3 separate regions of the Mus musculus genome follow, and regions 1 and 3 are each linked to region 2. Evidence: chromatin contacts called from public ChIA-PET and HiChIP or PLAC-seq data. All regions are on one chromosome and are shown on one strand. The core of a region is the stretch at or near the end of the contact, and the rest is flanking DNA. Distances in the headings are between cores, read along the strand shown. Region 1 overlaps Tex9 (testis expressed gene 9). Region 2 has its middle 21 kb from the start of Tcf12. Region 3 has its middle 35 kb from the start of Cgnl1.

Evidence for each region. ChIA-PET counts read pairs in DNA pulled down with a chosen protein or histone mark. HiChIP or PLAC-seq counts read pairs in DNA pulled down with a chosen protein or histone mark.
Region 1: a contact with region 2 is called in an RNA polymerase II ChIA-PET map of memory CD8 T cells, with 6 read pairs. The contact joins two enhancer-like sites. A contact is called at or near these places in 1 of 39 promoter capture datasets (cranial neural crest) and 1 of 115 datasets of contacts at active chromatin or transcription factors (memory CD8 T cells).
Region 3: an H3K4me3 HiChIP or PLAC-seq map of bone marrow-derived macrophages shows a contact between it and region 2, with 7 times the contacts expected there. The contact joins two enhancer-like sites. A contact is called at or near these places in 9 of 39 promoter capture datasets (the C10 cell line, the HPC-7 cell line, cranial neural crest and 5 more), 2 of 484 Hi-C or Micro-C datasets (both in uterus), 5 of 115 datasets of contacts at active chromatin or transcription factors (the NIH/3T3 cell line, bone marrow-derived macrophages, embryonic hindbrain and 2 more) and 2 of 9 other capture datasets (embryonic stem cells and liver).

What each region holds. Positions count from the first base shown.
Region 1 is chr9:72,464,379-72,469,411 of GRCm38.p6, reverse strand. The region is part of intron 10 of Tex9 (testis expressed gene 9); the gene reads left to right. Among named protein-coding and RNA genes, the nearest start is that of Gm33004, 22 kb to the left of the region's middle. Within about 2 kb of position 3,396, at least 95 of the 459 cell types and tissues checked have an H3K27ac peak or open chromatin away from gene starts, as enhancers often do. A contact at or near this core is called in memory CD8 T cells, where this site is marked.
Region 2 is chr9:72,130,728-72,135,538 of GRCm38.p6, reverse strand. No RefSeq gene overlaps it. Among named protein-coding and RNA genes, the nearest start is that of Tcf12, 21 kb to the right of the region's middle. Within about 2 kb of position 2,273, at least 339 of the 459 cell types and tissues checked have an H3K27ac peak or open chromatin away from gene starts, as enhancers often do. A contact at or near this core is called in bone marrow-derived macrophages, memory CD8 T cells and uterus, where this site is marked.
Region 3 is chr9:71,804,198-71,809,116 of GRCm38.p6, reverse strand. It overlaps a transcript of Cgnl1 not described here. Among named protein-coding and RNA genes, the nearest start is that of Cgnl1, 35 kb to the right of the region's middle. Within about 2 kb of position 3,271, at least 55 of the 459 cell types and tissues checked have an H3K27ac peak or open chromatin away from gene starts, as enhancers often do. A contact at or near this core is called in bone marrow-derived macrophages and uterus, where this site is marked.

The sequences.
Region 1 (5,033 bases), core at 2,147-4,646, 330 kb before region 2:
AGCATGTGGTTGCTGGGATTTGAACTCAGGACCTTCAGAAGAGCAGTCAGTGCTCTTAACCGCTGAGCCATCTCTCCAGCCCCAAAAGATTTATTTTTAATTAAGTGCATGTGTGTAAGTCTGTGGGTGGGGGTTTTATGCACATGAGTTCAGGTGGCTGAGGAGACCAGATGAGACTATTGGATCCCTGGAGCTGGAGTTAACTACAGGCTGTCTTGAGTTTCCCGATGGAGGTGCTGGGAACTGAAGTCGGGTCTTTTGCAAGAGCAGTGCAGTCTTAGCCACTTATCCACTTACTAGCTCAGGATTGTTTGTTTGTTTGTTTAACACGGTGCTGCCATTACTAAAATAAGGAAGTCTTGAATAGTTTTAGAGAAGGACAGTTGTGGTACATGTCAGTAGGCAAATAGTGAAGATGAGCAGGAGGATTGCAAATTTGAGAACTGAGGAACAAACTTTATGAATAATTTTGACATTGTATTGTTAGAGCTATGCTGAGGAATCTGAGATGGGCGGTCACGACTTACGAGTCTGCAGGAGCAGCAGCTAAGTGGGAGGCACAGGGGTGGCATAAAGTGGCCGCTGCGGTTGAGCATCGCTGAGGTGCGGTTCTGTGAGAACTGTTCTTGTGCGCCACGTCAACAGCTGAGGGTCACCTTAGACATGCTTGTGGATGGTGCTTAGTGAGGAGGCTGAGGTCTGTAAGGGACTAAAAGTGAGCAAAATGAGGAAACGAGTGAATGCATGTGAGTGAGAAAGTGGATCTAGAGAGAAACACAAAGTTGACTTTATTTGTTTAATGATGTAATTGAAACATGGTGAAATGTAGATTGTATATGTATAGTTTGGATCTTGGCTCTTACATTTTCATTGCCCAGAAAGATCCTATGCCTTGTCCAGGTCCTTTTTAGAGGTCCCACTGTGCTGACTGCCCTTCCTGACCTAAACACAAGTCTCACTGCTGGGCTCGGGACTGGAAGCTTGCACTCAGCAAAGAGTGGGGACTGACCCGCGCTGGGAAGGCTTTTCTTCCACCCATCTTATTGATGAGCTATCAGTCACCCATCTTATTGATGAACTTTCAATCAGTTACTCTTGTCAAAGAACGAGCTTTTGTTTTTACTTGAGTCTGTTTTCTGTGTCCCTGACAACTCCCTTTCACTTCTGCTTTCTTGTTTGGGTTTGAATTTGCTCTTTTGTCTCTAGCTGAAGTTGCACCTTAGAGCATTGATTTTAAATTTTGTTTTCTAAAGCATTTAAAGCTACATTTGCTTTTAAAATGATACTCTACATCTGTCTAACAATTTCTGGCCTGTTTTAAGTATATATTTCATACTTTCAAGATATAACTAGTGTAGCATAAGCCTGCACATGCTTGGAGTGAAATGTGATTGAGTTTGACAGTTAGCGTTTGGGACTGAGACAGGAGCCGCCATGTTCAGGCAGCACACAGTGATGCTCCACTAGGACATTGCCATTAAACTGGTTTCACACAGATCATAGTTTACTCAGTTCCCTTCCTACTGTGCCCTGTTTCTCCTCATTTACTGTCCCCTTCCTCCCTTCAAGCAGCTTCCAGTTTGCTTGAATATCATACAAATGCATATGCAAACCTAGAGTCTCCATGAGAGAAAGCAGCAATATCGTCTGAGTCTGGTCTGTTTCACTTGTTCTGACGACATGCAGTTGCGTGCGTCTTCCTGCAGATGGCATGCTCTCATCCGTCTATACTGTCTCCCTTTGCCTTTACCCACGCAACTGCCAACTTAGATTCCTTCAGATAGATATCCAGTGTGGTACATGTGGGTCACATGGTAAATAAATGTTTGTCTCTTCAGAAACCTTCATATTGCCTTCCCAGTTTCCATTCCCACCAGCTAGTGAATAAGCCGCTCTTCCCCGCGTCCTCACCAGCACTGGTCTTGATGGTGTCAGTTCTGACTGGGTGAGATGGGATCCCTGTGTAGTTTTCATAATAATGCGATTTGAGATTTTCAGACTGTAAGTTTTTTGCATTATTTATAGATTCTAGATATTTCTGCCCTTTCAGGTATCAGATGGCTAGATCTGTAAGAAAAATTACTTATTTTATGTATGCTTGAGTATATGTAAATACCATGTGTGTACAGGTGTCCACGGAGGTCAGGAAAGGGTGTCAGATATCTTGCACCTAGACTGCAGGTGGTTGTGAGCCCACATATGAATTCTGCGTACTGAACCCAGATCCTGTGCAAGAGATCTCAACCTTTGAGCCATCTCTCCAGCTCCATTTTCTGTAGTTATTTAAAGTATATAAGCGATACCCAATCTGCCTTTTTTTCCTTCATTCTCTATGTTGGGTTCAATTTCTTTTTTCTTTTTGAGACAGGGTTTCTCTGTGTAGCCCTGCTGTCCAGGAACTCACTCTGTAGACCAGGCTGGCCTCGAACTCAGAAATCTGCCTGCCTCTGCCTCCCAAGTGCTGGGACTAAAGACGTGTGCCACCATTGCCTGGCCAACTTCTTTTTTCAATTTTTTTCTTTTGTTAATTTTTCCACATGGACATGGAAACTGCACTGAAGCTTTTCCTTCTGTCTACTGGAAGAACTTACCTGGAAACTTTATTGCGTGTATTCTGTTGGCTACTTCCCACAAATTGGATTATTTTAAAATTTTTCATTATGCTATTTAAAACACTGATTTTCCTTCTGTTTTCTCCTTGAACACAAACATTACTTAGAAGTTTGCCACTCAGAACCCAAGGAGCTAAAGGGATCTGCAACCCTATAGGTGGAACAACATTATGAACTAACCAGTACCCCGGAGCTCTTGACTCTAGCTGCATATGTATCAAAAGATGGCCTAATCGGCCATCACTGGAAAGAGAGGCCCATTGGACACGTAAACTTTGTATGCCCCAGTACAGGGGAACGACAGGGCCAAAAAGGGGGAGTGGGTGTGTAGGGGAGTGGGGGTGGGTGGGTATGGGGGACTTTTGGTATAGCATTGGAAATGTAAATGAGCTAAATACCTAATAAAAAATGGAAAAAAAAAAGAAAAAAATGAAAGACGAATATCTGAAAGTCAAAAAAAAAAAAAAAAACAAAGAAGTTTGCCACTCTGTTTCCACATCTGAGGGGATCTCCCTCCCCCTCCAGATACCTTTCTCGGAGATTTCAGGTTAATCTCATCATGGATAGAGCACATGGTCTTTATAGATTTGTGCAGGCTTGTTTTATGATCCATAATATGGCTTAAGTTGGTAAATGTTAGTTTCATGTGCTTTCTGCCTTTGCTGGATGGAGTAGTCCTCCGATGTCAGCCACGTAAAGTTGCGTGACAGTTGCTGTGTGTGGCACCATCACAACTTTCTGTGTATTTACATCCGTGAGTAAAGGAGGAATATAAAGGAAACTGTGGCTATGTTAGCTTCCTCTTCAGCCTTATCTGCATCTACATCCTGTTTGTCAGGGCTGCCACTAGAGAGAACATTGGTGTCTTCTTGGTGAATTGGCCACTTTGAAAATAACTGTTTTCTTCCCAGATGTAGCCTGTGCTCTGTGAAGCCTTGATGTTCCAGCAGCTTGAACTCTGCTCAGCTGATGTCACCTCTGCCATGTCTCCTGTCCTTTCCCTGTTCACTGCTCTATGACTTGTAGATTACAGAGCTGAGGTTGGCTTTTATGACTCAGCTCTCTTAATATTATTTCTTATATGGACGGCCTGTCTGTTACCACAGAATTCCTTCCTGGCTCATTTGCACTTTTTTTTGTGCATGTCAGTATTTGTTACGAATCTTTAACTTACCATTATCTGTATTCAGATAACACAGAATTTCACAGATAACCTACAAAACTTTCAGCAGCTATCATACCCTCCTCATTATTGCATTATTTTTTATTATGGTTAACTATACATAGAATTTACACTCTTTTTACACATTTTTAAGTGTAAAATCTTTATTATGGTTTTGCAGTCTGCCTTTGTGCTTCTCATTATGGAAAAGTGGGAACGCAGTAGCCCCAGGCTCCCAGGCCCCTGCAGCCACTATTCAGTTTCTGATCCTGTGAATCTGACGTCTGTACGTGCCTCATTGCTGAGTAAAATCACATAGTTTTCTTTTTGATTAGCTTTGTTTGTTTGTTTGTTTGTTTTGTTTAAAACAGTGTTCTCGGGGTTGTTCCATCTTTTCAACTTTAACTTCTTTGGAAGGCTCAATAAAACTCGGACCTGCTCTTTGTTTTTCTTCTCTCGGTGGGCACTTGGGTTGTGTGCTCTTGGGTGCTATCTGGAGTGCCTAGACCTGATCAGAGGTGAGGATCATTTGGTTTCAGTAGCATCTGTGCCATTTCACATTTCCACTTGTAGAAATGGCCAAGTGTCCCCATATCATCAACATGAGTCATTTTGATTTTTATTGATACCAGTCATCCTAGTGGGTTTTGATTGCTTCATTGAGGTTTTAATTCCCACATCCTTAATTATAAGTAATGTGTTCAGCATCTTGTATTTAGTAACTATTTGTTCATCTTTAAAGAAGCATCTGGTCAAGTCCTTTGTTAATTTTTACATTTTATTGTATATTCAGGACATTAAGCCTGTGCCTATGTGGCTTGTAAATATTTTCTCACAGTCAGCAGACTGCCTGCCTTTTCACTGTTTATTGTGTCCCCTGTGGCCTTTGTGGGATAAAGTCCAATTTATTTTCTTTTGGTGTCATCTAAATCCAGTGTCATTAAGAGTTTTATACCTTCAGCCTTTTTAATCAAAGTGTTTATTCCATTCAGCGTGCGCGCGCACACACACACACACACATGCACACGCATGTATCTGGAGTATATACTATTTTTGCAGAGGACTCAAGTTCAGTTTCCAGCAGCTTCTAGCCAGCTATAACTCAAGTTCCAGGGGGACTGACACCTTCTTCTGACCTTTTGGCACCCAGCATGTCTGCAGTGCACAGACTCCATGGAGACAAAACATTCAAACATAGGAACAACACTAAAAACATAGAAAAATAAACACAAGAAGACAAGAGAAAATTAAATATAGGT
Region 2 (4,811 bases), core at 1,024-3,523:
CCACTTTGTTTTTTTTTTTATTTCCTGGCAAAGTTTGATGCTCTTTGAATTACACCCTTGCATGTGCTTTCTCTGAGCAGCATGGTGGGTAGATTGTTTTGTTTTGAGACAGGGTTTCTCTGAGTGGCCCTGGCTGGCCCAGAACTTGCTCTGTAGAACGCAAATTCAGTGTGTTCTGAGTGCAGGGATTAAAGGCATGCACCATCACACCTGACACATAATAACTAGATTACAGGTGGTGTTCTTCTTACAAATAATCAGTTGAGGATGGTAGGTCAAATAATACTGCCCAATAGGTCCCAGTTCTGTTAGAAGTCTGTAGAACGAGCTTTCCTCCGGTGAGGAAGAGAAACACATTTGCTTCAAATTTGATGCCAAGACTTTGCAGTGAGGGATTTGAAGTCATTTGAAGAAGGGGACTGCAGAAAGAAGTTTTTTGAGGACCCAGAAAATGTCTGTGAATTATTCCTATCCGTTCCCGGGCTACCACGGAATGTCTCAGAAGATGATAAAATCCTCACTTTTCAAAAAGCACCCTCCAGGCAGGACTTTTTCTGTTGCTGGCCATGTTGTTGCTAGCCTGATCTTTTCTACTAATGCAGAAGCTAAAACTTGTTTTACAAATGTGAATGCTTAGGTTTAAAACACCCGAAAGGGAGACTTCACTCTCCCTCATATCCTTTATCTTCTTTCCTACCCTACTAGATTCAGTCAGACATAAAAGGCAGAAAGCCCCTCTCCCTTCCCCCAGAGTCTTTAACCTCAGCTCAAGCTCAGGGTAGTTGGCTTTCTCTTCCCTGGGACCTCGTCTGTTCCAGAAGGTTCTTCACTTAGCCAGTACACAGGTTTCTGGAGCCTTGCCTATCATAGGTTACATAGGCAAACATGTCTGAAAACCTCTGTCACAGCTTAGCCTCAAGTGGGGAGCCCACCCACAGCACTGTTTTGTACCTAATGGTGCTCCGTAGCACTGAAGCAGAAATATTGTAGTCAGAGCATGTGGAAATGGCTAGGACATAGGCATGGGAGAGGGTCTGAGAGTACAATTAGCGTTGACTAGATTATATATATATTTTATTATTAGATATTTTCTTTATTTACATTTCAAATGTTATCCCTCTTCCTGGTCTCCCTCTGAAATCCCCCTCCCCTTATTCCCTCCTTTATTATAATTCTTATAAAAACCACACAGTACTTACTAGATAACTCTACCTATAGTTTCTATGTGTACATTAGATTGAACGGAGAAGATGAGACGATAGGCAGATGGTCAAGTGGCTTTCTCTCATAGAATTTTCCCTTTAGTGCCTTTCAACGGTATCATTTTCCCACACCCCCTAAAAACTAAACCTTCTATATTTTCAGTTGGTTCTTTTAGTTTATTTTTATAACACTCCTTGAGACAGGGAGAGTAGCAGGATAGTTTTATTTAACTTGCCAAGAAGCAAGACACAAAGAGATGATCTGACTTGGCCACCATCCCAGAGGGCATCTATGGCAGAGCCAGGATGGTCTTTTAGTCCTCGGGGCTCTTGGGCTTTTGTTCTGATGTCTCTGCATATAATTGTTTTGATAGCAATTTCTCTGCTTCTCTCTCACTAGCCTAATCACGTGTGTCAATCATATTCAAGAACATCAAGGGCCTAAGGGTCAGCCACAGTCTCAAGAGAAACAGAATCAAAAGGAGAAAATAAGGCATTTTCTTTTTCAAATGTGTTTGTCAGTCGTGGACTCATAATCTGACAGGGTATGCAGGAGGAAGTTGAGGACCTCCGCCCTAGGCTGTAGCTAGAATAGGCTCTATTAGGCTTTCTGTCTACAGCTTAAACCAAGTGAGCAAGAACCCTCAAGGGGATCAATGGGTTCTCCACCCAGCCCCTGAAGAACCAGGAAGGAAGTCCTCTTTTCCTTCCTCTTCATAGATTCACCCCTGTAGCGTCCCTGTACAGTCTCGGGATGTACAAGTGTGGTGGAGAGCACGTGCAAACCTCCTACCCTTGGCCATCTTGCTCCACTTCACTTTCACTTTACAGAGCTGAATCCTGGGGCCCAGGAGCGCTGCGCCCAGGAAAAGGCCACTGGACACAAGGCGACCTCCGTGCTCGGACCCCGGAGTGCGCGTGCGCGCGGGCCTCGAGCCGCGCCCGCGCGGGGAAGCCCCGGGGCTAATCTCCTGCCACTCATCCTTGGGGACGCTGGCGCCCGGGCCACAGCGCCTGGAGCCTCGCGCCGGGGCCCAGCTGGGCCGCACGCGGAAGGACAAATAGTCCCGACGGCTGCTGCTCCGCGCGCCCCTCCGAGACCGCGCTCGCCCCGCCCGAGCAGCCCGGCCTCGGCCTCGGGCGGCGGGAAGTGGGCGGCCGCTCGACCCCCCGCTCCTCCCTCTGGGGCCTGGCGGGTGTACGAAGCTCCTCAGGGAAAAGTAATTGGATTCCGGGCTCAGCGCTGCCGGGAACGGCGGAAAGCCGCAGCTGAGGCTGCAGCGCGTGGGCGGAGGAGGGCGCGGCGGGGGAGGGAAGGGTGCAGACGCCGCTGGGCTCTCCCGCGCCCCGGCGACCTGGCCGGGGCAGGCTGCGGCGGAAAGCCGGCGGCCGCGGGGAAGGGCAAGCACGCTTGCCCCAGGGGCCCCCGAGTGCGACGTCCTCACGCCTTTCCCAGGCTCCACCTAGTCTGTGGAGCACACCTGGCTGATGACACCCGCCCAAAGAAACGTTTGGGAAAGCTGAAGTCTGTCAGCATCCCCCAGGGTTTCCCTCCAAGCTCTGATGTGCAGCTGAGGTGGAAGAAGAGCCTTTCTTTCATCCAGTATGCAAGTGGAGAATTCCTCTCCTTCACGAATGTCACAGGGAACACAGTAGGAAAGTACCTCAAGTCTTTCCTTTGGTGACAGACTCCCCCAAAGTTCCCTTTCCCCTGAGAAGATGGATCACAAGTGGGAGCCTTAAAGAGGGTTTATTGTTTTCTGCTTCTCCCCTCCTGAAATGGTAGGAAAGTTCCAGAACTTGTAAATGACTAACTTTGCAGCTCTTTTGTGGTATATGGGTTTTTTTTTTCTTTTTCTTTTTCTTTTAATTCCCTTTACTACATCTCACACAACTCACTAGGCTTTTATAGAGGAATTTCTCATGTACCAGGCTCTATTCTGCTTACCAGGGACATAACAGTGAATAAGCCCAAACGCTCTGGGCTCTTGGACTTTGTTACAGGCGATGAGACAGACACACCGTTGAGTGTCGTGTGATGTTAAGTGCTATGAAACAAACAATACTGCAGGGCAAAGGAGGCTACAGGTAGAAGACATGTGCAGTGTTAGCTTAGACGAGTTGATTTAGAGAGAGATTTCTGAGGAAGTGTGCTTACAGCAGGTCTGAATGAAAGAAATTAGACAAGCAAAACATACCTAGACAGGTAACTTCCCGGATTGAGGAAGGACAAATCCAAAGGCTCTGAAGCCCGGAAAAGTCGAGTGAACACTTAGCAAGTAGTGAGGAGGCCGACATGATCGCTGCTCTGAGCACCTACAGTTGGAAATGAGGGTAGAGGCTCAGGGCCATAGAGATCAATGGTATTAAGGGCCTCAGGTTGCTTTTAGATTTTGAAAATTTTTATGTATATAAGTGTTTTGCCTGAGCCGGGCAGTGGTGGTGCACACCTTTAATTCCAGCACTTGGGAGGCAGAGGCTGGCAGATTTCTGAGTTCTAGGCCAGCCTGGTCTACAGAGTGAGTTCCAGGACAGCCAGGGCTACACAGAGAAACCCTGTCTCGAAAAACCAAAAAAAAAAAAAAAAGTATTTTGCCTGAAGGCAATGTATATATGTACATGCAGAGGTCAGAAGAGAGTGTTGAAGCCCCTCAAACTCGAGTTATAGATAGTTGATTGAGTCACTATATAGGTCCTGGAAGCTGAACCTAGGTCCTCTGCAAAAGCAACGAGTACTCCCTACCCCGACCCCTGCTTTTAATGTGAAACTTTTGGAGAGTTTTATGCTCTGAGTTTCCAATCTCTCTCCTTCTCCATCAGACACTAGGATTGCCTTGGCTGGTCTGAAACTCTGCATATCAGGCTGGCCTTGAACTCACAGAGACCCCCCTGCTCCTGCCTCCTGAGCACCGGGATTAAGGTGTGTGCCCCCATGCCTAGCTGTTGTGGTTGTTTACCTCAACTTTAGTTCATCACCATTCTAACATATCCTACCTTCTCCGTGATTGCAACAGGTCAAAAACTAATCTTGCTGTCTTTGTAAAATTTATATAACTCCTTTCTCAATAATACCAGCTCGATCTATGCCACCCACACTAAAATGTTTGTCATTGTCAACGCACTATTTCTTCTTCCTTATTTTACCTGGCCTGTTGTTAGGACCTTTAGTGTATCACCAGAAGTACCTCATATCAAATTCCTTCGTGTATCTCCACTTCATGCTTTTTGCCTAAGACCTTGAACATTGCCAGCCAGGATCAGTTCAACCGTCTTTTTATGGTCTCTCCGACTCCCTTTTCTCTCTGTTCCAATGTAACTTGCCAGAATAATTGCTCACTTTTAGCACATCTCTTCATGCCCAGATAGCTTTATGGGTATATTTTCTCTTGCATTAAATTTAAACTCTGGTGACTGACTTTCAAGCTTGTCCTCCAGTCGGGGTTCTTTCTGTCTTTGACCCACTCTTCAGCCTGTCTCCTCAGTAGGTTAGATGTGCCCACCAAGTACCTTCCTGTTCATTTACTTCTTTGTATGTGTCTATGCATCTACCCTTACGTAACCTAGCATTTAACTCATTTGGATGTTATAAATGATGGAAATATAACTTAA
Region 3 (4,919 bases), core at 2,022-4,521, 330 kb after region 2:
GAGAGGCTCTCGGGTGCCCTGAGCAAAGGTACTGTGGGCTTCGGACAGCGGAGCACTGCCTGGAGATCTGCCTTCGCTCTGACTCCTGGATCGTGTCCAGATGCTTGGATACTCCTGTCCCACTGGGTAAGCAAACCCCAGCTTGTAGTTATTTGCTGAGACCACTACCCCGTGCTCTATTGTCCTAGTGCTGTTGCCCCGCTTCAACTAAAGACACCTGTCCCTCTTCTCCAACCTTCTCTTCCCAGCTTCCTGAGTGAGTATTGGGGAGTTGGGGTGAAGAGCTCCCTCTAGAGACAAAGTTGGGAGAGGGAAGGTTCTTTGTTTTTGGGACTATAGAGCAAAACTCAAGGTTTATAGCTCAGATGGTAGAGTGCTTGTCCAGCTTGTTAAACCCTGGGTACATCCATCAGGCTTTTTGCTGTTGTTTTGTTTTAGTTTTTCGAGACAGGGTTTCTCTGTGTAACCCTGGGTCTCCTGGAACTTACTCTGTAGTCCAGGTTAGCCTCAAACTCAGAGATCTGTCTGCCTAGTCCCCTCTAGTGCTGGGATTAAAGGTGTGTGCCACCTTGCCCAGGACCAATCCCCACTCTTGAATAAGCCCAGCATAATGGTTCATACTTGCAATACAGGCATTCTAGAGGTAGAATCAGGAGGATCAGAAGGTCAAGGTTAGCCTAAGCGGAACACAGTAAATTTAAGGTCAGCATGGGCATATGTGAGACCATATCTCAAAATAATAAGATAAAATTAAATTAAATTAAAAATTTTAAATTTATATTTACTGGACACATAAAGTTTGAGGTTGCCAATAGGTGCCAAAAAAGGATGTCAGACACTGGGGGAGTTGGAGTCATCGAGGCTTGTGAGCCACCATTTCAGTCCTGAGAATTATACCCAGGCCCTCTAGACGAGCAACAAGTGTTCTTAATTACTAAGCCATTGCTCCATTCCATACCCAGCTTGGAGTTTTACCAGGTAGTACCAGGCTGCTCTGCAGAGAGGAACATGAGGCTCAGGGGTCACGTTGTGGCCAGGATCCCTGGGATGAGGTTAGCAGAGATAAACAGACCCTAGGCTGACTGCTCATTGTAACCCATGCTGGAGGAGGTGGAGCACCACGACGGCTGAGGTCAGAAGGCTCCAAGCTCTGAAGACCCACTCTCCATCTTGACCTCACCCCTGCCCGGGAGGGACCAAAACTCACACATCCCACTTAGGGAAGAGGGGACCACTGAGCCTGCTGCAGGGGCTAGTCACCAAGGTGTGGGGATCTAGGACAGCCAAGCTTGTGTCAGAGATCAGGTATTGTGCTTGTCAGTGTGTGTGAGACGGCAAGAGTCCCACAAGAGAGCTGTGGTTATTTTTACTGCACACAAGCCGACCGGGGGCTGAGATGCTGGGCTAAGATACCTTTCCTAAGTCCTGTAAATAACAACAGGCCATCAAAATGGGATTTGAGCCCAAATCTTTTCGTCTTAAGTCTAGTGTTCACTCCATAACACATTTGTGGAAGGTACCAAGGCGCTTCAGTGTTTACGGAGATGAAAGCCTTTCATTTGAAATTTCTTTTCTTTTAAAGTTGTATTTGTTCATTGAAAACTCACAATTTGTTCTGCTCATGGTTTCCCCTCCAGCATCTCCCCCTCCCCCAGCATCTCCCCCTCCCCCAGCACCTCCCCCCCCCCCCGCATCCTCCTTCACTCCCCACTCCTCCATCTCCGAGCCTTCATTATCTTTGTTTTTATAAAACAAATACACATAAAAAGAAAAAAGAACAAATAAGCTGAGCAGTGGTGGCACATGCCTTTAATCCCAGCACTTGGGAGGCAGAGGTAGGCGGATTTCTGAGTTAGAGGTCAGCCTGGTCTACAGAGTGAGTTCCAGGACAGCCAGGGCTATACAGAGAAACCCTGTCTTGAAAAAACTAAAATACACACACACACACACACACACACACACACAAATATATATATATATATATATATATATATATATACACATATGTATGCATATATATATGCACAGAAACAGAATCATACACAATAAAAAGACAAAACTGAAAAAAATGTAGTATGCAAGCAGTAACACGTACACATAAACATGTGCACACACGTGTGCACACACAAACAGGCCCAAATTAAGAAATATGAACCAAAAAAGCCTATAATAATGCTGTTGAGTTCATTTCCTGTTGGTCATCACTGCTGGACACTAACAGAGTCTGTTATTAGCTGTAGTTAATATACTCAGTGAGACTAAATTGGAGAAATTCATTTTTTCCTGTTGTTCATTGGAAATAACCTCTTTGTTAGGAAGGGAAGCTCATGTCCACTTCCCCATTTCAGTGCTATGAACCTGTCTGCTGAAACACATATGAACTCACAGAAACTATGGCAGTACATACAGGGCCTGCACAGGTTTAAAGCAGTTTAACAGTGTCTTCAGAAACTCAAGTCCCTGGAGGAGTTACTCCATACATTACCACCAGGTGGTGCCACCACACAACGGCTGACTCTCCCAAGGGGTCAAGGCTGTATAGAATGGTCAGAAGAGTTAACTGAGCCTGCCTGGATCCACACTGGCTTGACCATGAAGTGCTGACCCGATTTGATAATAAGGGACAAGAGCCAGTCCACTTACTAACCCATCTAGTTGACAAAGATTTCTTTATGTCTAGTAACTATTTTCCTTGTTAGAGACCTGAATCTGTCTCTGAATGTATTATCTTTGTCCGGAGGCACAGGTACAGAACAGGGGTCTTTCACAAAGCCCACCTCCACTCCCCATCATATCCTGAGATGGCTGTCAATCAGGGCTGGAGATGGAAGATCAGAGGTCATATCTAGGCCAGCCAGGCAGCTTTAAACAGTGCAGCACCCTTTGCCTGTATTTATGTCATCTGTGTCAAGGGCTTGGAGAGCTGTGGAGTTGGAGAACTGGAAGGGAAAAGAGACTGGCTGGCTGTCTCACACAGGTGGGACAGGAAGCCTTCTTCACTGGCCACATGGTTCTAGGATTCTGGAAGCTCCTAGGGTGACATGCAAGGACAGGAGCCTGAGACCCAGGCAAGTCACCAGGCTGGCTCTGGCCTAGCCTTAGATGTGCCCATTATTCAGGAGGCCTGCTATGGAAAAGAAGCAGGAAGTCAAAACAGCAAGGAGTAGCTGTCCTGCTTGTCCCAGCACCGTGGGACTATCTACCTCTAGTGTGAGCTGCCCGGAACTTCTTTAGGGAGCAGGCCATGAGTCACTGAGGCGTCACTGGTCTCAGACTCCTGGTTCCTGTTACATGAGGAGGAAGTCTGACTGATGTCAAAGGGTCAGGAGAGGGGTCAGGGACTCTCAGGGTCCAGGTGACGAAGCAGTGTAGTGTTGCAGGCAGTTCACCCTGAGGGGGGACTTCCAGGGACACCAAGGGGCATGGCTTCCTACCCAGGCCAGGCAGCCGCACCCTGGCATGACTGAGGGTGGAGAGGGCACACAGTGAGAGAAGCAGTCTGTCCTCTTTCCCCTTGTCCAGTCCCCCCTCCTCACTCTGCTCTCTCCATCCCTGCTTTCAGCTCTGTGAGGGAGGACCCAGCTCTCCACCAGCACTTGGTCGCTTTCCTTTGCTCCAAAGTTTCAACCAGCCTTAGCATAACAGAAGCTGTTAATAGCAGGGAAAATGAGACGCTTGGAAAGGCTCTGGGCTGTGTGAAAACAATACAAAGTGCCACCCTGAGCTTTGTGGATTATAGTTTAAGAGATGCTTCCAAGAGCATACACCTGTCATCCCAGTGTCTGGGAGGCAGAGTCAGGAGGACCCATAGTGGACTGGAGAGCAAAGCTGTCTCAAAACAAGCAGCCACAGAACCAAAGAGATACCTTTAAAAAAGAACTATCTTATGATAGTAAGTAGCCATCTGTGAAGTACCATTTCATTTCTTAAAATCAGTGTATTGTGTGTGTGAGTCTCTCTCTCTCTGTGTGTGTGTGTGTGTGAGTGTGTGTGAGTCTCTCTCTTTCTGTATGTGTGTGTGTGTGTGTGTGTGTGTGTGAGTCTCTCTCTCTCTGTGTATGTGTGTGTGTGTGAGTGTTTCTCTGTGTATGTGTGTGAGAGTGTGTGTGTAGGGGGGAGGTCTGGCCTGGAGGAGCTGAAGTTACACTCGGTATGGGTTCTGAACGACCAAACTCAAGTCCTCTGCAAGAGCAGTATGTTCTCCTAACAGCTGAACCATCTCTATAATCCAAGAACTTAATAAAATGCTGCTTTTTTTAAAAATGCCATGGGGCTGGAGAGATGGCTCAGAGAGCACTGGCTGCTCTTCCAGCGGACCGAAGTTTAATTCCTAGCACCCACATGGCAGCTCTCAGCTGTCTAAAACTCTAGTTCTAGGTGGAATCTGATGTTCTCACACAGACATATGTGCAGGCAAAACATCGATGCAGAGCAAAACAGAATTGCATTAAAGAACTATTGCTGTGTTCAGGAAAAAAAATCCCCTTCTATGCAACACCTTATGCAGATGCCTAGAGCATCATGGACACAGATATTACAGTAAACCCCACAGGCAGACCTCTGTGCATACAGAAATGCTGTTGTTGTTGTTGTTGTTATTGTTGCTGCTGCTGCTGCTGTTAAAACTTAGCTGGGATTTAAAGGGATTTGAGTGTTTGTAACTCTTTGGTACAGTGGTAACAACCCGAAGCCCCTTCATATTTCATTTCTAAATTCCAGTCTGTAGAAATGATGTCAGTCCTCAGGTATTATGGTATGTGCCCTTCCACCTTTTACCGACCAAGTCCTGACCCTGGTGTCTTGGAATGCGACTGCACATAGTCCTTTAAAGAGGTCATTACTGACGAAATGAAGTCATATGCGTGGGCTCTAATTCAACAAGCCTGATGACCTTTTAAAAAGAGATTAGGGGACAACTC